Regions from separate parts of the Danio rerio genome. Here region 1 is linked to region 2. A link is a contact called in public Micro-C data. All regions are on one chromosome and are shown on one strand. Each heading gives the region's core, a stretch centred on a gene start, on an enhancer-like site or on the middle of the called end of the contact. The rest is flanking DNA. Distances are from core to core; before and after follow the strand shown. Region 1 holds the start of txndc16 (thioredoxin domain containing 16). Region 2 holds the start of si:ch211-266o15.1.

Region 1 (2,976 bases), core at 164-2,663, 190 kb after region 2:
AGCTTGAGAGGTACTACAAAGAGGAATGGGCAAAAATTCCCAAAAACAGGTGTACCAAGCTTGTGGCATCATATTCAAAAAGACTTGAGGCTGTAATTGCTGCCAAAGGTGCATCAACAAAGTATTGAGCAAAGGCTGTGAATCCTTATGTACATGTGATTTTCCAGTTTTTTTTATTTCTAATAAATTTGCAACAAATTCAAAAAAATATTTTTCACATTGTTATTACGGGGTATTGTGTGTAGAATTTTGGGGAATTAAATTTAATCAAATTTGGAATGAGGCAGTAACATTAAAAAATGTGGAAAAAGTGAAGCGTTATGAATACGGACTGTATGTTTTTTTTTTTTTAACAAAAAAATAGAATTTAAAATGTAAATTCCCAAAAATGTAAATTTACCCACCCTCGAGGGGTTATAAACCATTATGAGATTCTGTTTTCTGTTGAACAATAAAAAAGATATTTTGAAGAAAGCTAAAAACCTGTAACCTTCCTTAGTAGGCAAAAATATACATTATGTAAGTCAATGGCTACAGGCTTTCAGCTTTCTTCAAACTATCCTCTTTTGTGTTTAATAGAAAAAAAAACTCAAACAAGTTTGGAACAAGCAAATGGAAAGTAAATGATGACAGAATTTTCAGTTTTTGGGTGAACCACCCCTTTAGGTTGCATTGAAGTTATTGCAGCTGGGTCAGCCATTATGTAGCAAAATAACATAATAAAAACTACAAAAAATATATTCCTATGCACATATTTTCTGCTCACCATTACAACAGCTATCCCATAGTCCTCTAGAGCATCAGCTGACATCTGGAGCTGCTCTATGAACAGTTCTATGGTTGGATTGACTGCAAGCAGATACAGATGTTATGTAATAGACTTTAAAAATTAACTTTAAAAGATTTTGACACCTCAAATCTACTGACTCAGCAAATACTGTTCTGTGCTGATGTGATTAATGACTCTTGCTTAGACCTGCAAATTATAATAACTGTTCTGTAATCATTTAACAGAGTCTCACCATGATTTCCAAAGTATATAAAGGATGTTTTCCCAGTTTGCATCCTCTCCATGAGGTTCTGGCCGGAGTCTTCCATCAGTTTTGAGAAACATTGTTCTGCTGTTAGGATGAACACAAACGTGACCAAATATACGGTGCACATGGTGCAACATTTACACTGTATGTACTTTACATCTATTTATATTAGTTCATAATTAGGATGTGCAAAAATAAGACGTTCATATCCCATCAAAACCGTTCGCTTGTTCTGTTACCGAACGCATCCCCACATCTTCCAAAACTTAAAATACAAACAAAAAATGCAGCCTTTTAGCAAATACATTAGGTTAATAATGATTTCAGATCAGTGTTGTAAATGTAACGAGTTCTACTACATCCTCAAACACTAAAACAACATGCGCAAACGTCGTCCAATCAAATATGAGAGGAGGGATTAACCGTGTCCTGAATACCAACCAGAAAGCTCAAAGTGAAAAGTTAGAACCAATAAGAATAAAGTAGGCGGAAGGATCTTGGCTCATCGGTAGCAGCCTTTTGAAACGGCGGTCATTTTGGCTCACAATATCTGTTTTTATTGGGATTCGCCACAATTTTAACTGAGAGCCAACATGACTACTAAAGCGCGTCAGTTTCCACGTTCTTCTTATTAGCCCAACATTTGATTTTCTTTTTACACAGTTGTTTTTCTTTACTCTGTGGGACCTGCCTTGCATATTTTTGTGATTTTTTCCTTTTATTTATTAGTCTTTATGCCTTGCATAAATATCCTTCAATAATTTATTACATGTATCAATATTATACCCGCGTCACTTTATTAAAAAATATATTATTTTTCACACCGCTATTTAATTGACAAACCAAACTACTGTATAGCTTACATGAAAAACAAACAAGCGCAAACGTCTAAGCAAATAAGCGGTATTGAAAACAACAATGCTGATTGTTTGAAAATTAAAAACGCACAGAGGCAGGACACCTAAAAAGACAAATGATTGGTTTGTCAAAAAAGTAGGAGGGGAGTAGCTCGGTCGTCAGCGAACGTACTTGAAAAGCCTATCATTTTGGCTCGAATGCGACAGAATTTTTCCATTCAGCGCTATTCAGCTGAGAGCCAACATGGCGAAACAGGCGCGTCAAATTCTAGCTCGCTCCTATTGGTCAGTAGGAGGGGCCAAATCTGCAACGCTAGCCAGCTGATCGCTTTTTTTTCCAAGCTCCAGAGTTGGTTTTTCTTAGGTCGGAGGGAGCTGCCTTGCAGAGATTGGGGGCTCTGCTGTTTTTTAATTACTTGTTTTCCCAATTTTTGGTTACAAACATCTGAGAATTGTTTTAAAGTCTGTTCAATACGATAATAACTTAGGGTAGGCTGTAGTTTTATTATTTTCCGCTCATGTGTCATTTGTAATTAAGTTTGACGTTTTTCAGTGTTTGTATCATTTCAAAACATCTCCATGAAAAGTTTTGGACAACTCGTTTTGGATAAGTCGGCGTGATAGCGAGCCATCGTGTCGATATGTTGTTTTTACTAGAAAACCAGGTCAGTGTCAGTGTTTGGACGGACTCATCCTCATCATCCTCCGCCGAACTGATCCAGGCTGCGGTTCCCCCGTCCGTGCAGCTCGGTCTCACTGTTCTCTACACGGTTTTGTATTCGCTCCTCTTCGTGTTTGTTTACCTGCAGCTCTGGTTGATTCTGCACTACGGACACAAACGCTTCAGCTACCAGAGTGTTTTTCTCTTTCTGTGTTTGCTCTGGTCTGCTCTGAGGACGACGCTCTTCTCTTTTTACTTTAAAAATGTTGTTCAAGCAAACCAGCTCCAGCCTCTGCCGTTCTGGCTGCTGTATTGTTTCCCAGTCTGCCTGCAGTTCTTCACCCTGTGTCTGCTCAACCTTTATTTTGCTCAGGTAAGTGCTGTTTTCCCAATGTGTTTGTGTCTCGCAGTGTGTTGCACA
Region 2 (3,197 bases), core at 452-2,951:
AGCTCTAAATGCATATGATTGGCCTGTGATGAACGAATGACTCAGACCCGATAGAGCAGAGGTTCTCAAAGTGGGGGTCGGGACCCCCCGAGGGGTCGCGGGACAATGAAGGGGGGGTCGCCTGGTGATTTTTAAAAATCAATTAATTTTTATGAAACCTTAAGACTTACTGTATTTTATCAATAACCTACTGAAGAGAAAAAAATAGTCGTTTATAGTTACTATAGTAGCTTATAGTTAGTAGTTCTATTGGATTGCGACTTCTCGGGTAATTACATTATACTAAAGACACAGCAATACTGTCAGATGCAGCAGATTTTGTAACACCAGCTTAAACTTTCTAGCCCATTTACAACACTGACATACATTAAATAAAACAAAGAATAGACTTGGGTCTATTGGTGTGTTTGTGCGCGTCATTGCATACAAGGTTTCTGTATTTATAACCACCACCTCAGAGAATATTGGGGGTCACGAGTCACTGGCATTGACATTTTGGGGGTCGCGGGCTGAAAAGTTTGGGAACCCCTGCGATAGAGGACTCGAGAGATGAACGGATCAATTCTTTTTCAGGCTCTAAACGCATATGATGGGCTTCTGCCTTTCCGCGATGAACGACTCAAAAGACTTGAAATGAACAATACCACCTGCACATATGTGCGCACGCTCGGATGAACGAATCACTCCCTGAGAGGACTCGTAGCTCCCGAGTCATATTGAAGATTCGTTCGAAATTAACAAATTGTTCATGAACGACCCATCACTACTAAAAAAGGGGGTGGCCACTGATTAAAAAACCTGTAGAGTCAACCCTCTTTTATTATTTTTCAATAATCTTTTCAACTGATATTCACATTACAATACAGAAGAAAAGATTTAAAGCCACAATTACCTAATTAGCTTTAATATTTCAGTAGATGTGGCACTTTTGATATTGACAACATATTAAGAGTACAGGATTACAACAGAAATGCTAATTATCAACAGAATAATAGAGTCCATGGAGTTTTGGAGGCAAAATTCTTTTATTTTTGGAGGCAAAATTCCAAGGCCAAGGCTAGCATCATGTAATGACGTATTTCCGGTCCCCTGCCTCGGAGTGTGCGTGACGTCATAGTGCACCGAGAATGCAAATCTCTTCTAGAGCACATACATACCCAAACATGAAGCTCACACGTGTGTGTTTACATTTATTTAAGCATTTGTTTCACCAGCACTGCCCTGGAAACCGAGCCACACGTGCACGCTCTGTTGTGTGTGTGTGTGTGTTCTGACTCTGCATCTGCATTGAGAGATGCCTGCTGCAGACTCCCTGGATGCACTGCATTATTTCGCTATGTTAATAATGTAACCCAATATCTTTATTAATAGCGATACTAGGTGCCTATGAGCGCTTATAAAAGGTTTATCAAACAATCTGAGCAAGAAACTGCTAACCATCAGCATCGTACCCGCGTTCTGCCTTCGCATGCGTGCTAGCAGGCTACATTTGAGAGGGAACACAGAGGAAATGGGGCTTTAATTTAAAGGAAAGTGGCGCGTTCAAATGTATACTCACGAAAAGGTGAAGTTCGGCTGTCAAACGGGGGCTTTCATGCGTTCTTCTGGTGTTTTCAACGTCTTTCGGTTTTCACTGTTGTATTGTACGTACAAAGCCTTTCGCCAAAGCAACACAACGGGATTCGAGCTCCTGCTGCTTCCCAACAAGCTCGGTGTGTTCTGCTGCACCCTGCTGTCCAGGAGGATAAATGCAGGGTCTTAAAGTGATAGCTCACCGGTAAATGAAAATGACAATTTGCTGATTATTTACTCACCCTTTGGCCATTGAAGATGTAGGTGAGATTTTTCTTTAGTAGAACATTAAAGTTCCTCTGAAATGCCCTAAAACACGTAACGTTATTCAATATGTTGACGAATTTTCACTGAAACAAGATGGGGCGGAGCATATCAAATAGATCCTCCCCTTTTAAAAAGTGGCCAATAGAGTTTTGTTTACATCATAATGACAATCACAGACTAATAATAAAGTCTAAAATTGGTCTAAATCTTAAAAAAAAAATCGCTTTAAACTCCAAGTGAAATCAAAATTTACAATGCTTATTCTGCTAGCACACATTGTTATTGTTTAGATGAACAGGAAATCTGTGCAAGTTTCTCGGATAACCACGGAGAGGTTTGTTTTGGTAATCTTCAATCAGAGCTTGACCTTTTTATCCTCGTTTAGAGAGGCAGTCCAGTTACTTCTGACATCAGTTTGGCAGCTTCAGCCACAATGTGCGTAACCACGCCCCTTTATTAGTTAGTTCGCCATTTGTAAATGATGCTCAAAAAATAGCCCCGCCCCTACTTAATATTCTTCTTCAATCTGAAGTACATTAACAGCAATAAACACATTATTCTATATAGATATAGACAGACATATGAAGATCCTAAAAATGCCAATTTTGTAATGTGGCAGTCCGTAAGAAGCGCTATAGCTGGCTTACTGAAAAATAAAAGTCTCAATGGAAAACATTTATGGTGTCTGAAAAGTTCATCATCAATATTGTTTAAAGGTCCCTTGAAGTGCTTTGAAATATGCTCTTTTATCCAATGTATGACGTAATTTTAACCGAAACACGAAGAGAGGGTGGGACATAGTGTAACTCCTCCCCTTTTTAAAAAAAACAGCCAATAGTGTTTTGTTTTTATCACTGCTCTGCCAATGAGAGTGGATAAGCTCAAGTGCATCAAAATGACAGGCAATTGAGAAGAGTCTTAAAGGGTGCATGTCAGATAGAGCATTTGATTGGTCATGATTTGATGAGAAAGTTGTTTGAGGTTATTTATACCAAAGAGGACGGGTGCTTAAGATTCTAAAGAGCATTAGAGCAAACAATTAATCGATGCTAGAAAAATCGGTGCTGCTAAAAAAAATTGTTTCGTAGTCTTCAATTAAAGTCTGACCATTTGCTTCTGTTTGAAGTGGCAGTCCTTGTCTGTTGACATCAGTTCAAGAGCTTCACCCACAATATTGTTAACCACGATCCTCTTACTATTAGTTTGCTACAAGGCAAAAAAGAAAGCCCCTCCCCCACTCAATATTCTGTTTCAGTTGGAACCTTACTAAAATAAAAAAACTCAACAATTTACGGCTCACGCAGACTTTAACTAGGCAAAAAATATAATGAGTCTGATGTGCAGAGGGATGTACTCAA

Evidence for each region. A called contact is a pair of places that touch in the nucleus more often than the background predicts.
Region 1: a Micro-C map of caudal fin shows a contact between it and region 2, with 5 times the contacts expected there. The contact joins the promoter of txndc16 here to the promoter of si:ch211-266o15.1 in region 2. A contact is called at or near these places in 3 of 18 Hi-C or Micro-C datasets (caudal fin, hematopoietic stem cells and an unstated tissue).

Annotation. Positions count from the first base shown.
Region 1 is chr17:16,216,778-16,219,753 of GRCz12tu, forward strand. txndc16 (thioredoxin domain containing 16) reads right to left here and starts at 1,414. Exons shown (of 19, transcript XM_679925.8): 1 at 1,023-1,414; 2 at 767-849. The coding sequence starts at 1,164. gpr137c (G protein-coupled receptor 137c) reads left to right here and starts at 2,254. Exons shown (of 7, transcript NM_001007433.1): 1 at 2,254-2,928. The coding sequence starts at 2,536.
Region 2 is chr17:16,031,482-16,034,678 of GRCz12tu, forward strand. It overlaps si:ch211-266o15.1, which reads right to left and starts at 1,702. Exons shown (of 29, transcript XM_684300.11): 1 at 1,559-1,702.